Linked DNA regions of Pan troglodytes: region 2 is linked to region 1. A link is a contact called in public Hi-C data. All regions are on one chromosome and are shown on one strand. The core of a region is the stretch at or near the end of the contact, and the rest is flanking DNA. Distances in the headings are between cores, read along the strand shown. Region 1 holds the start of SIX6 (SIX homeobox 6). Region 2 holds the start of SIX1 (SIX homeobox 1).

Region 1 (7,758 bases), core at 2,303-4,802:
TCTCTTCCAAAGTCCAAATCACACAAAAGACTGGGGACCTCATTGTCTTCCAGTCTGTGACTCTCAGATGCAGCACAAATGTCTTTATCAAGGAATTCAGATGGATTCAATTACCGCATTCTTAAAATAGCTGATTATGTGAAATTGTGTGAGGAAAAAAACAAAAACACAACATTTTAAAAAAGACATTTGACTTAGGAAAAGTCAAAGAAAAGATAAGATTGGAACCCAGAGGTAGGAAAGTATTGACTTCTAAGCACTGCTCTCCTCTGGCAAATGTGAGCAGGATGTAACCAGGATTCCACCTGTCCTCTACTCTAGAGAGGAAAATCAGTAGGGGCAGAGCGAGGAGTGAGATCCCCATATGTGCAGAAGTCCCACACTGAACTCCAGATATTTCCGGCATGAGCCTCAGAATTCCCTGGGGGCACTTTGCCTAAATCCAGCACGAAACAGTTAGCTACAAAACCAGCCCTTGGACATCATCTTCTACATGATTTTTTCCTCCATATTTGCCCCACAAAATGCAACTCTAGAGAAAGCTGAGTAGACGTCTATGGATTCCCGGCAAGACCCGAGCCTTTGTCCAAGACCTCATGTCCCAATCTACTAGCTGCAAACCACCAGTAGCAAGCTGCAAAACCACCCAGACAGGCGCAAGGCCAAGGGCTGCCACTGTACTTTCTCGATTTCCCGGTCAAATGCAAAAGAAAAATGAAATGTGGGATAAGAAGTGAGGGGTTGCCTGGAGGGTTGGCACAAAACCTCAAAACTGGTAAAAGAAAAAAATATATACCCTTCTGTAAAATTAAGAAAAGCCAGCCTGAAGTCACAGCTTTCGTCTGGCAAACTTGGGAGAAGTACACCTTAAAGGTGGGGTGAGGGTCACCGCCTTCCCCAAAAGAGGGTTATTCCTAAGGAATCCCGTGGAGCTTCCCTCTTTCCCAGGGGGCTCGGCTCACATACTTCTTCCTGTTCGTCCCTTCCCCTTGTGAAGCTGGTGAACAAATAAGTGATTCCAAGGTGCCCTGGCGCAGTCTATTTCCTTTGGGTTAATAAAATTAAATCAAGTCCCTTGCGATGGCGAAGATGGATCTCCTGATAGTAGTCCCCAACCTCCAGGCGCTTCTCAGTACCTTCCTGCCGAGCCACCAGACAGTGCTCCTACTCTGCCACACGCAGCCCGCACCCTTCTGGCGGCTCCCGCGAGGCCAACTCAGACTCTCAGTTCCAGTTGCCCGCGAGCCTCAGACACGCAGAAGCTAAAGCGCCCTCATCTAATTATTTGCAGAACTATTATCCAAGAAATGGGCCATGGGATAAATATTCCCATTTCCTGGATGGGGCCCCTAGACTGTCCACTTGCTCACAAAGATTAAGGGTAAGAAACCAGCTCTCCCCGAATGTGCCGCTTCCAAACTGTTCAGCAAAAGGGCGAGGGAGACGTGTGGTCTCCTGGGGCATGGACAACCTCTCCCACCTCAGCAGCTAGGCGCTGGGATCGGGGTCGGCTCTCGGCTCGGCTCGCGGGCTGTAAGGTCTCCGCGGACCCCACCGCCTCTTCTGCGCGCTAAGGGTGAGCGCCAAGCAATTTCGCGAGCAATAGCCGGCAGAGTAACCATCCCGAGAGGGAAAATAAACCTCTGCAAACTGGAGCAAGGGGGTGCTTTCCTTCCCTGGCCAGAAGCTCCGGGATCGCAGCCCTCCCGGGTCCGGCTTCATCCCTGCCCGGCCACCGAGGCCCTCTTTTTCTGCACCGCGGATTCTCCTCCGCCTGCGTGTTCGGGGCCCTTGTATGCGATGTTTCTTTCTAAAAGTTGTCCTTCCGGCTGATTCGGAAGTCGCTCCAAGGGAAAGAAGGTTTATGCTTTGTCATTATCTTCATCGCCCTCTTTATTTTGCCCCTGCCTTGTCGTATTTCAAGAAAATGAACTCTTAGAAAAGAAAGCCTCTCCGTTGAGGCGGTTGACAATCTCACAGAAATGATGTAAATGGTTTCAGGGCTTTTTTCTTCCCCTCTGCTATTTTTTTCGAGTGAACTGTGAAGATCTGTGAAAATAATATCAGGGTTTTCCGTCAGAACGAGCTTTGCCCTGCACTCAGGCGTGGCGTGATCTGACCCGACACCTCCAACCATCTGTGCTATCTATCTGCCTTCTGATTTACCAGATCTGTACAAGCCGCATACAAATTGTACTTGATACTAAAGAAAAGACAGTCGGGTCCAGTCCAGTTCGGCTGTGAACGTTCTCACCTGATTTCTGTCTAGGGATGGACTTCCCCAAAACGGTTTTCCTGGCGTTTTTGTTATACAGCCCCCTACCAGTTATTTTCTTCAAACTAAACAAACCCCTACCACAGGCCCAGATGAGATCATGGTTTCTTTGACCCAGGCCTCAGAAAATGGTATGATGTGAACTGCCAATTGGGAATCAATAAAAGTTGCCAATTCACTCTACTAGCCCAAAGTCAGAGCCACCAAGCCACTCCTTCCTCACTACAAGAGGGGTCAATGATCAGCGGCTTAGGAAGTGCTTTCTGGGCCCCTGCATTGTTGTGGATGCCCTTCTGTATTGTATTTTTACTGAATTGTTTTTGAGCTAAAATGCCAAGGTTAGAGTTGTTATCCCCAGCTCAAGAGGTATAAGTTCTAACACAAGGTAGGGGCAAAATAAGCCTGCAAGGAAAGGAGTTAAGTCGATATTTTTAAAAAGATCTAGGAAATAAGCTTTTAAGTTGCTGTCCTGACCTACCAATGACTTCTCGGCTCTAGATGTGGCTATGCTGCACTTTGTTCAAGTCCATTAAACTGGGGGAGGGGGAGAAAGTATATTTCTCCCCCTTTATTTGGAGGTCCCTACAGCCCACCCTTCTTTTCTTAAAGTGTCTGACTTCGTGGTCTGCATCTGCGTTATCAGACGTGAACATGTCCTTGTTGGCATTTAAAATTATTTTAGTGGGCTTTGAAGGGAGTAAGGCTAGAGTTCAAACTGACCTCTTCTACAGATCCCTGGTCCTGTTCCTGCTGCTCCAGATTTGCTTCCCACTCAGCTGCTTTGGCAACTGGAAAGGGGAAGAGGGAGGCATGCAGAGATGGGTACTTGGGAAAAAATGAGAAGATCGCTTTCCCCCACCGGCTTCCTGCTCCCACCGCAAGGTTTGCTGTTTCGTTACAACTAAACTTGCGAATTCTCGGAGCATTTCAGTTTGGCCCAGTCCTCTTTGTCCTCTGGAGACCTCTCGACCGAGACAACGCATCGCCCCAAAGTGAATTCCTGAATTCCTGTGGCATCACTGCCTCTTTGGTGGGAAAAAGGGAGGGAGGGGTAGAGCGGGGTGGGGGAGGGAGGAGTAGTGAACGCTGCCGCACTCGCCTCTCTTTTTCTCCCAGACACTCGCCTGTCTTTTCAACCTCCAGGTTCTGCAAAATACTGAAGAAAAGTCCAGGGGCTAACGGCGGGCGCTGTCGAGCACGGGGAGGTGCTGAAATAGTCCTGGCGTGCTGATCCAAGCTTTGATTGGCAGAGCCAGCCGGTGACTGACAGGGGGTCTCCATGGCGCCCGCGCCGCCAATCCGCCCACCCCAATAGCGGAGCCAGCTCGCCTGCCTGCGTGCCTGAGCCGAGCCGAGCCCGAACCCCAAGCCGCGCAGCCAGCACCTCCTCCAGTCGGGGTCGCCCGCTCCCGGCCGTTGAGCCACCGCCGCCACCCGGTAGTGTGTCCCGCTGCCCCAATCCGCCTCATCAACAAGCGCCTGGCACACTCAGCCAGGCCCGCGGGCATCTGCTGCGTGTCCCGCTCCGGGCTCAGTGCCCTCGCCGCCGCCGGCACTGCCTCGATGTTCCAGCTGCCCATCTTGAATTTCAGCCCCCAGCAAGTGGCCGGGGTATGTGAGACCCTGGAAGAGAGCGGCGATGTGGAGCGCCTGGGTCGCTTCCTCTGGTCGCTGCCCGTGGCCCCTGCGGCCTGCGAGGCCCTCAACAAGAATGAGTCGGTGCTACGCGCACGAGCCATCGTGGCCTTTCACGGTGGCAACTACCGCGAGCTCTATCATATCCTGGAAAACCACAAGTTCACCAAGGAGTCGCACGCCAAGCTGCAGGCGCTGTGGCTTGAAGCACACTACCAGGAGGCTGAGAAGCTGCGTGGAAGGCCCCTGGGACCTGTGGACAAGTACCGAGTAAGGAAGAAGTTCCCGCTGCCGCGCACCATTTGGGACGGCGAACAGAAGACACACTGCTTCAAGGAGCGCACGCGGCACCTGCTACGCGAGTGGTACCTGCAGGATCCATACCCTAACCCCAGCAAAAAGCGTGAGCTCGCCCAGGCAACCGGACTGACCCCTACGCAGGTGGGCAACTGGTTCAAAAACCGCCGACAAAGGGACCGAGCGGCTGCAGCCAAGAACAGGTCGGTACCTAGAGGCCTCCGCGCTTTGAGCGCACCGGGGAGGAGGCGGATGGAGGCACCTCTGGCGCCCTTACCCAGTCCCTGGCGACTCCAATTCAGCAGGAGTTGGGAGCGCGGTCTGTCTCGGGTTAAGAGCCCTGCGTTCTGGGCTCCTGGCCGGGAGTTCCCTTGCCGGCTCTGCTTCCCCACCCGCTGGCTCCCCACGCCTGCGGGCAGCTGCAGCAGCTGGTCCCGGCCACCAAACCAAGGCTTCACTGGGACGGAGAGGGGAAGAGAAATAAAAAATTAAAATCCTACAAACCGTTAGGGACCCCAAGACCCAAAGCTAATTCTTGTCAGCCTGGGCACAGGCTCCTACTATTAATCGAAGCCTGGCTTATTAGCAATGTGTCGGTTTCATGTTAATTATCATTTTCAAAGCCCAGGTATATCCCTCCCTAATGCTTTGAAAACAGTTTTCAATGGACTTTTGAGAAATGGGAAGTCGAGTTTTCCTCTTCCCATGCGCTGCCTGCCACTCTTGTCTCAAAACAGCAAACTAGTCCGTGGGCCGAGGCTTTTCGTTTCCCGGAGTGTGGATCTCGATTAGCCAAACATTTTGCGGAAAAGCCCGGCCTCATCCCCCAGGCCCAAATGCTCCTTACAATCCTTTTTGCCTTTAGGTCGGGCCGACCCGATCCAACGCGATCGCGGGAGCACTTGCTCAGGCGTAAGCCCCAGGCAGACGCACCGTTAGAAATGGTATCCCATGTCCCTGGGACCGATCTGTCCTTGTCACCCATGCTTCGTTTATTTCCTGACAGTCCTGTAAATCTCCCAAAAGTGCACAACAAACAGGGAGGACACTGCAAGCCCAGTATATAAAAGACCTGGGAGCTGCGGCGCTGAGAAAGGGCGCGAATCATGGTGGGGCACAACGGTAGGGACCCGCGGAGGGGCGGCCGCGGACTCCTGCCCGACCTCTGTCGCCTTGCCGAGTAATCCTCGCCTTAAGTGCTGGGGTCTTCGGAAGAACCTCTAGCCGCCGGGCTGGAGGGACGCAGGAGGTGGTGGGGGCGGGCGACGGGCGGCTGTGTTACGAGCTGTGACCCGTGTTCCCTTTCTTCCCCGTAGACTCCAGCAGCAGGTCCTGTCACAGGGTTCCGGGCGGGCACTACGGGCGGAGGGCGACGGCACGCCAGAGGTGCTGGGCGTCGCCACCAGCCCGGCCGCCAGTCTATCCAGCAAGGCGGCCACTTCAGCCATCTCCATCACGTCCAGCGACAGCGAGTGCGACATCTGAGTTGCCCATCCAGGATGCTCAGAAGCAGATTCCAGTGTAAAAATGAGAAAAACAAAATGAAAGAGGGAAAGAAGATGAGAGACCTGCAAATCCAGCGCCAGAGAAGCCAGGTGACCAGGGACCCGCGGGCTCGGGTTGCCGTTTCCCGCGCCACCCCGCGGCCGGCCTGGCTCCACTGGCGCCCTTTGGCCGCGACCACGGGAACCAGCGGTGAGGCCTGACCCAGCACCACGTTCTTCTTGCTTTGCTTTTTCCTAAGGATTTTGCTGCAAAGTCGCCTTCGGAACCCGAACTGCAAGCTGAGCGCCTGCCCAGATTCTCCCATGGGTATTTCACGTCGAAAGGACGCTGTTACATATGTATAACTTTCGCTTTAAAGTTTTTTTTTTTTAACAAAACATATATATGCTGTTTATTTACTTATTTAAGAGACCGCCATGGTAGGTTTCTCTGTAGCTTGGGGAACTTGCTGTTTCTAAACATGCAGGCTGGTGGTGATGGGTTCTGTGTGGAGAAGCCAAACAATAAAACAACCTAGTGGGCAACCTTCTTAATTAAGGGAGCTGCTCTCAGATTCCTTTTCTTCTTAGTATTATTAATATCATTCCCTTCACCAGGCATACAGGGACCCTTGAGCAAATGGTCTCCAGAAGGTCTTACCTATATATCTTTTGCCTTCTTTGGTGCTTCCTGGTATATGTTTTAAACAACCTATGGTAGGTCTATAACCACCTCCCACGTCAAATTACACGTATGTGCATATATGTATGTACCTATACAAACATATGTATGTATGCATACACGTGATATATTTAAGGCTAGAAATTGGCAACATGTGAGCGTCCTCTCTAAGGCAAGTCCCCGCATCCCCAGCACAGGTAATTATGGCTTGTCCACTTGACACTCGTTTACATGAAGTGTCAACAGCTTTTAGGAGCAATTTAGGAAGCCAAACTCTGGGACTCAATAAGTGAGTCCTATTTTCTAAAAATGCAAAACTATCCTGACTCAGGCTCTGCAGCAAGAAAGGCTTTCTGTCTCCTTCGAGGCCCCCTCCAATACAAAAGCAGCAGGCACCCATGATCATGCTAGAGTGAGCATATACTGCATTTAGGATTGAGCTATTATTAAAATAAGACAAAAGATGATAGAAGAGGTTGTAAATAATTAGACTAACATCTTCTTGCTGCAGAATTTGGTTTTAATCAAATGAATGGTTTTTAACAAGAGGGATACTGAGATGGGGGAAAGGATGTAATCATGTCACATACTGAGGGTAAAACAAGGCTGTAGAAATAACTGGCATTTTAAAAACCTAATCTCCGACTTAAGCATAGAACAAGTCATCAAGGGCCTCATTGTCCTGGTAATGGCCTCGATTAAAACATAAAATATTTTTAGCATTTAATTTTTCCTCGTGCACATGCATGTATGCACCTACACATGAACAAATGCATGCATATACAACGCAAAAACATCTACCATCTTTGCACTAAGAAAATAAATGCTAGCCAGAGTCTCTAATTTTGTTCCTAGTGAAACAGATTGCATATTATAAAATTTGACATTGATCTTTAAATCACTTGAGCTGACTTCCCTCTTTACTCTCCCCATCCCCCAATTACAGCCTTTTCCATTTGCCTTTCTGTCCTTAGAAGATGTTCTTTGGATCAGAAGCCTGCTAACTTCTTTAGGCAGAAGTGCCAAAGTGCAAACCAAACAAAAATAAGTGAAGTCATGGAAGACAAAAAGCAGCCAAACGGCAAGATAGACAATGGAAGCCCAGGACAGAGTAAGGGTTGATTTTTGGTTTCTAAATCGCTTGAATAGATTTGGCTCATTTGGGCTTTATAAATGTTGTCCTTGTGTATGGTGGCCCTTATCCAGAGAATTCTTGAAAATCAAAACTCTCTTGCACAAGAGCTTTACATGGAAGGAGTGGGTAAGTTTTCGTGATAAAACTGGTGTTCTTTCCAAAAGCAAGCAAAAGCCCTCCTGTGGGTCCTGAAAGGCTCCCATTGTAGAGCTTCCTCAGTACTTAATTTTGTTTCCTAGAGCCCCAGGTA
Region 2 (7,758 bases), core at 3,021-5,520, 140 kb after region 1:
CCTTTCAGAAACAGAATCATACTCCTGGTGTTCTACTAAGTTTTAATTTAGACTGCTTTAGGTACAATAGAAAAGAAACCTGAAAACACATGCTGTTTTAGTAACAAATACCAGGTTGCCAGATTCGTTGGCATACCTTTGCAAACTAGAAACTAGAAACAGGAGAAACCCTTTACAGGAGTAGGCTACAGATATGAAAGCTTTGAGGGCATGAGTAATGGCATTCAGGAAAGTGTTTTTTCACATTGGTACATTTTTAGAGTTTGTCATTAAAAAAAAAAAAACCCAAGAAAACAAACAACAACCAAAAAATCCCACTAAATTTGACAAAAATAGTTGCATTACTAATGGTCACGTCTATTTCTGTCTCACATAGAGAGCATTAAGACATTTAGGCACTTGTTTTTTCCTCCTAATACTGGTCTTTTATTTTAATCTACATTAAATTGTTTAACACTAAATATGAAAAATGTAAACTTAATTTTTCCTCATCAAAGAAAGTTATAGATTGTATTTTTCCTGTTCACCTTAAGAATGTAATCAGTTCTTCTGAGCCTGGAGGCTCTTATTTTCACTATTTTTATCTCCCTTTCTCTTTCTCTTTCCATTTCCTTTCCCTCTTCACATTTCTCCATATATAAATTAAAAGAAATAATGAAAATCCAGTTGATTTGCAATTCCCATTCATTGAAAAAAAAGAAAGGCTGCTGAAACAGGCGTATCAGTTGCCCAGAACTCAGACTGGGTGCCTGGGTGCTTTTGTTTGTTTGGGTTTTTTTTTTTTTTCCCCCTGATCTCTGCATTGGGAAGGAAAATGCAAAAGTGGAAAGAGTTGGAGAGAAGAGGAGATTAAGCTTGAGATCGCTGTTGGTTTTGATTTTTAAAAAGATATTTGTGAAAGTCCACCATTCCTTTATGCGCAAAGAACTGCAGAAACAAGCTGCAAAAATGTTCCTGATTTCTATTTACAAGTGTCCCTAGTCGCTGCAGTGGTTGCTGCTCCAGGAATCCCTTCGAGGCCCCAGTCCCTCCCCACTTAGGACCCCAAGTCCACCAGACTGGAGGTGAGGGGGCCGAGCAGAGAGTCTTGGAGCTGATGCTGGTGGGTCTGCAGGCCGTGACTGGGCTGCGAGGCTGTTAAGCCCGGGAGAGAATAGTTTGAGCTCCTGGCGTGGCCCATATTGCCCTGCAGCAGAAGGACCGAGTTCTGGTCTGGACTTTGGGGAGGTGAGAATTCCTCTTCTGAGCTGGACATGAGCGGCTTGCCCCCTTCCAGAGGAGAGAGTTGGTTCTGCTTGTTGGAGGAGGAGTTATTGTTTTCGGTGTTCTCCCTAAGAAATAGAGGACAACACCATATGGTTAAAAAAAAAAAAAAAAAAGTAGGTTAAAAAAAAAAGTGTGAGATGGAGGGAGGGGAGCTGGAAGGAGGAAAGGGCCATTGTGCAATCTGTCACCAACCCAAATGGAGGAGCTCTACCCTTCCACCCCTCCCCAAGGGTAATGGGGGAGGTGAGGAGTCAGAGGAACCTGGAGAAATGGAGAGCTACGGACAGAGCCTCCTGTTAGGAGCCAGGTCCTTTTCTCTTCCAGATTTCAGAAAGTGATAGATTAGCAGGATTTATTTGAAACATACAAAATATATGTTTTAAATTTTGTTCAAGCAGTTACATTTAAATACATATAAACTAGCAACATATTTAAATGTAACTGAAAATCTTTCAATAAATAGATATTGGTGATAAAGAAATGATAGAGGACAGAGTCCAACGCACAAATGTTTGGGGTGAATCAAGTCCATTGCCTTGTTCGCATATGAGGAGACAATTAAACATCCCGTTTTCCTGCCCCCGCCCAGAGTTGGTGGTTTTGCAGACACAGAACAGGTCATGGGAAGTGGTGCCCAGCGCGGCCCAGTGACCTGAGTAAACACAGGGAGCGCAGCCAGTCTCTGATTTCATCTGGAGTCGGCCCTCGGGCCTGGCTTATAGGACGGCCGTTTTGTAACTAAAGGCTAACTGCAACCATACAATCCCTGTTCCTGTGTTACTCGCTAACTCTTCAGCCCCTCGTGTCCCCCTCTCAAACTTCCTACCAACACCCACCCCAACCCATCCTTTCTGGGCAGGGGAAACTTCGCCGCCCCGCACAGGCTGCCAGCGGGCGCGGCGCGCTGGGGCGTCAGTCCCGGCACTCGGTACCGGTTAACTTCAGGATTTCGCTTCCCTCGCCGCTTCCGCCTTCCGAGTGCTCGTCAGTCCTCCCGACTCCTAGCGCCTGTCTGTCTCCTTTCTTTCCCCTTATCCTCACAGTCTCTGTCTCCCGACAAGCCCATTTCAGCAGAATTTATCCTGGCTCTGGTTTTCCACCAAGACAAGAAAGGAAGCAAGATCTTCGGCCCCTAGTCTTGGAAGCGAACAAAGGAAAACCTAACCGGCCCCTGCGCTCAGGTTTTCCCCCAAACTCTTTGGCTTCGCGGAGCGCTCTCCCCGCCACAGCCACCTCCCCACCGTCCTTCTGAATCTCTGTCCGAAACTCTATAGAGAACAGAAGGAGCCTGCCTAGGTGGCCGAAGGTGTTGCCCCGAGGTGGGGGAAGGTAGAGACCAATTTTTTAAATATTGCCTTGTGAGCTCCAGTGCGAGAGAGGGCTGCGACTGGAGACCCTTTCCTCGTCTGGGCATGCGGCGCGGTCAGCCAGACCGACGGGCTGCAGTGCCGGGCCACGCGCGAGCGAGCACGGCGAGGATCAACCCTTTCTTAATTTGGGGCGCCGGGGAGTAAATGCAGCGCCAACTCTCCCCAAAGCTCTCTTTTTGTTGTATCTTTAAAAGACTCCTCCCTTTGTCCAGCTAGTGAGAAATGAAGCAGGCTACCTCTAAACCAAAAGACTATCAAGAGAGAGCTGTGGAGAACCGGGCAGGAGTGGGGGCAGAGCCAATGTCTCAGGCCAGCTTCACCCCTCTGGGGAGCAAGAGGAGAGAGGTTCGCGAACCTCAGCTCCCACCAAACCCCTTTCCTTGCGACACCAATCAACATTTCACTGCCCGTTGATTTAGAAACTCACTCTCCACCCACCACTCATAGCCGCGGCCAGCCAGGGAGGCATGAAGACCAAACCTAGCGCCAGTATTTCCCGACACTCACATCCCAGAGAAACCCACGCGCGGGTGCTCAAAGCAAATGAGGCCCCATCCTTAGCAAGGAACCTCAGAGTTCATGAACTTTCGCTGCAGCGCCGCGGAGGGCCTGCGCGCCGCCCCGTGGACGGGCTCCGGCCGGCGGGGAGGACTTGGTGGCTGGTGCCTGCGGGGGCGGGAGGGGGCGGAGGAGAAAGGACGGCTTCCTGGGGTCGCCCGAGTCGCGGGAAGCACGCCGCGTACCTTTCCTTGGCCTCCGCGGCCCGGTCTCTTTGCCTCCGGTTCTTAAACCAGTTGCTGACCTGGGTGGTGGTGAGGCCGGTGGCCTCGGCCAGCTCCCGCTTCTCACGCGGCGATGGGTAGGGATTGTGCGCGTACCACTCCCGCAGGACACCCCTCGACTTCTCCTTGAAGCAGTAGCTGGTCTCCTCGCCGTCCCAGATGGTGCGCGGCAGTGGAAATTTTCGGCGCACCCGATATTTGCCCACGGCGCCCAGGGGTCGGCCGCGCAGCTTCTCGGCCTCCACGTAATGCGCCTTCAGCCACAGTTGCTGCAGTTTGGGGTGGTTGTGAGGCGAGAACTGGTGGCTCTCCAGGATCTTGTAGAGCTCACGGAAGTTGCCGCGGTGGAAGGCGACCACCGCCTTGGCCTTGAGTACGCTCTCGTTCTTGTGCAGGTGGTCGCAGGCGGGCAGTGACCACAGGAACCTGCCCAGGCGCTCCAGGTTTCCGCCTTGCTGCAGAACCTCGCACACGCACGCCACTTGCTCCTGCGTAAAGCCAAACGACGGCAGCATCGACATGGCTGGGGCCTGCCGGGGCGCACGGCCCAGGCGCACGCGGCAGGGAGCAGAGCCGAGAGGCAGGGGGCGGCGGCCGCAGGGAGTGGGGCGCGGCTGTTCCTAACCTCCTCCTTAGGCTTTGCAAAGGCGAAAACCGGAGTCGGAACTTGGCGGTGGGCGGCCAAGGAAGAGAAGGCGGAGGAGTAGGGGACGTTCTGGACACGGAACGGCCGGCGCACTCAGTAGCCTTTAAGGCCTTGCTGCCTCCGACCTCCCGCCCGGTGGATGCTGCTAGTTGCCGGGGAACTTGGTTTCTGTTCTCCCCGCAGCGGCCTTAAAGCGCGCAGCGTCCCCGGCACGCTGATTGGCTGCCGGCGGCGCCTATCCGGGGCTGGCCAGCCAGCGCGCCGCCCGGCTGGGCAGAGAGGCCGCACCGCCCAGAGCGGGGAGGGCGAGGCTGCGGAGCTGGGGGTTGGGGGTGTTGCCGGGGCTGCGCGGGTAGGGAGTGGTGGGAGGAGAAGGAAGAGGAAAGGTGGGAAGCCAGTTGGGGTCTGAGGGAGCTGCGCTGCGGAGGTGTGGGGAGGTAGGGAGCGGGTGAGCGCGTCAGGACCCTGCAACGCGGGACCCGTCGCCAGTATCACCTAAGGGGAGTCGCGCACAACTCCGCACAAATCAATGACTCCAAACCTTAATTCCTCCCCTCTCCCTCCGTACTCTTGTCCTCATCCCTTGCAGACTTGCCCTCTCCCGGTGAGCTCATATTTAATTACTTTAATGTTGGAATGAATAAATAATGGATTGATGAATAGCTTATGGAACGCGATAAATAATTCAAGAGCAGACCAGGGTCCGCGCATGCAGCCTCTGGAAGAGTGGCTTCTCTTCGGGTTGGCTTCAGCTCGAGGAGTCCAACCCTATTTCCTCCTCCCTCCCCCCACCAACTCCCACTGTCCTCCCCCCACTGCTGCACACCACCCTCCAAAGGGCACAAGTACTCCCAGTCGGACAGCGTTTCCCTCGTTCACAAAAGACCTCCATGATTTGAGACCAGGCAGAGAGCTGTTTAGAGCATACTTGCTGAGCACCTAGAGACTCCGAGCGTTCATTTGTGATTTGGTATCTTAATGTTCTGCGATTGAAACCAGCAGGTTCCTGAAGCTTCTGGACTCAATTTCCCCATCTGTGCGGTTGTGTTTTGCAGTGCCACCTCTGCTACTGAGGAATGCCGCGAGGCTTTACTTGCTATTAGCAAAAATGCTTTGGGAACCTCGTACGAAAGGCGCTGGATGTGGTGTAAATTAAATAAAACTGTGCCCGGCTCCAATAACCGTCCGGTTGTAATATAATCCTTACCCTGCTCTGAGAGGGACACTGCCCTCAAAGCGAGAACGACAGCGGCTCCAAGAAGATTAAATAAAGAGGTGTGTGTGTGTGTGTGTGTGTGTGTGTGTGTGTGTGTTGCAATGCTGGCCTATTTTGCTGCCAGGGAATGAGAGATGCACTGCAATTTAAGTCCCATCATCTGCTGTTTTGTTTATGTGTGGAGAATGCTTAGTAAAACTGCACAAACAAATGAAGTTGTAATTATCTTAAGCCTCATTTGCACACCTAGTTCCAAAGCAATTATTAAAAAGATTTTGAAAACAATTAGCCTCTCTAAACAAAGATAATCTATTGTCAGTAGCTGAGACTAGCAGGAGATAAGAACAATGCGTGGAGATAAGGGAAGCCAAATGGTGGAAGGAGAGTGACTTTGTGACTATACTTATCTCTGATTAGATAAGTTCAAAACAGAATTCTAAGTACACTTCAAAAATGCTTTTGATTTCAATGTGCCCTCTTAGTGAGTGGTGAAGAACAAACTGTAGGCTCCTTAAACTGGCTTGTCTTCTTCAAATATGTTTTGATTCCTTTAGCCAAAGAGCCCAGCACTACAGAATCTTTTGCATATTGAGATGCAAGTGGGAGAAGGAGAAGCATGTCTGGGTTTCCCCTTTTATTATTAATATGGTTTTAAAATGATGCACCCAGTACAGTGCACCCGCAACATACATTCTAAACTCATAAAGGGTTCCCACCTCAGGGCTGCCACATGGGAGATTCCAAGTAGACAGGAAGCTGCTTCTCTGCTGAACATAATGCTTTCTGCATCCTTGAAACTCTTGCTTATTCCATGCAATTAGATCTTGGAAGCAGATGCTGATATTTCATTACCCTAGGCTTTTTTTAAAAAAATGCATTTAATAGGTGTGCATTCTTTCAAAAGAGCCTCTGCCATATAGTATGCCCAATGACTTTCTAAACTGGAAGCCTGGCACTGCTAAACCCAGAGCCATGTCTGGTAATTTCCCCTCACTGTCTTATTTTAGTGCTTATGATGTTTCACATGAAGTCTTAAGGAGCTGCAGTGCCCTCCCAGAAGGAATGTCTCTGCTTGAAACAGTCCTTATTGACATGGCAGCTGTGTGAGGACCGGAACGGAGGCTTAAACCCGGCTCTAAAAATCAGTTAATACCCTAAAGTCTGGAGCAAGTGCGCACAATTACAATGGGGGGAGGGTCTTTAAGCACAACCACGTCTCTTAAAAGACAAACAGTATGTTGAGTATGGGGTGTGCTTTGTAATTAACAATTTTGTATAAGGAAATGAGGCATAGCCTGCACAAATAAGGGCAGGTATAAATTTACAGAGGATGACAGCAGAGATGGCAATTAGACACAAATAGGACCACCTTTTTTCCCCGGCTTCCTCCAGACCTACCTGCCCATTTCTTTTTATCTGTCTTCAAAAGGAACCAGGACGTACTATACATTGCCGTCATCTGGGAAGACGACGTGTAGAAGGTGTGATTGCGGGAACCCGGGCAGAAAAGAGGTGTTCTTCCTCGGAGGCCGTGACTGGGCCGGCCAACATTTTTCCTCCCGCTTAATCCAATAGATCGCGTAACTGGAAAGGGAAAGTGCTATGCGCTTTATACCAAGGAGTCTACCTGCTATTTCGATCCCTCGGTTAGGGGAACCAATTGTTATAAATGTTAATTATTGGCTCGGATATATAAGGTTTCCCAAAATGGAACCTTTCACTGAAAACCGCTGAAAGAGGTAAAATGACATGAATTTACAAACCACCTAAACTAAATGATCCATTTTAAATCGCACACAGAAAGGTTTGAGTTGTTCTCGTAACATAAAACCTTTGCTGTCAATGCAAATCGCACGAAAAGCAGAGATGCGTTGGAGATTTAAAGGAAATGAGCAACTCTAGCCAGCCGGCTGCTGCCCTCGCTGCAGCGCGGCTCGGGAGGGAACACCGCTGGCAAGGAGCGCCCGATGCCAGGTTTCGGCTCTCCAGTGCCTCCTCTGTGCAGGTAACGGCCGCGTGCGCTTTAGTCGATGAAAAAGCATTCAGTGGGACAGCATTAGCTGTTGCTAGGGTTTCTCGGCTGGGTTGACAGGCCTTGATGCAAACACCCCTAGCTGGGACCCACTTGTTTCCCTTCTGGCTTGGAGCAAGATAGTTTGGGGCTCCCGGGCCGCTTTCTTGGAATTCTTTGACCATCCAGAACGACGGTGAGGATTCTACTCTACCTACAAATATTTGGAAAGGGAGGGCATAGAGAGGTGTTTCTTCAATAAATTCGTGTCATCGCTCTGGGGCAGTGCGGAGACTCCCCAAATCCGGGCTGAAGTGCCAAAATTCTTTTTCCTCTGCTTAGTCGGAAACTCCGGGTGCCCTCGACCCCTGGGAACTCCGGCTCCGATGGCCGGCGTGGCGCCGGAGCAGCAGCCCACCTGCTCCTGGGGGACGCCGCTCCCCGCGAGGTCTGAATAGGCCTGGGGC

What was found. A called contact is a pair of places that touch in the nucleus more often than the background predicts.
Region 2: a contact with region 1 is called in a Hi-C map of induced pluripotent stem cells, with 5 times the contacts expected there. The contact joins the promoter of SIX1 here to the promoter of SIX6 in region 1. A contact is called at or near these places in 2 of 7 Hi-C or Micro-C datasets (both in induced pluripotent stem cells).

What each region holds. Positions count from the first base shown.
Region 1 is chr15:58,503,326-58,511,083 of NHGRI_mPanTro3-v2.0_pri, forward strand. It overlaps SIX6 (SIX homeobox 6), which reads left to right and starts at 3,553. Exons shown (of 2, transcript XM_522870.8): 1 at 3,553-4,410; 2 at 5,524-6,246. The coding sequence starts at 3,839. The coding sequence ends at 5,692.
Region 2 is chr15:58,645,904-58,653,661 of NHGRI_mPanTro3-v2.0_pri, forward strand. It overlaps SIX1 (SIX homeobox 1), which reads right to left and starts at 4,271. Exons shown (of 2, transcript XM_509988.8): 1 at 3,380-4,271; 2 at 1-1,331. The coding sequence starts at 3,939. The coding sequence ends at 1,037.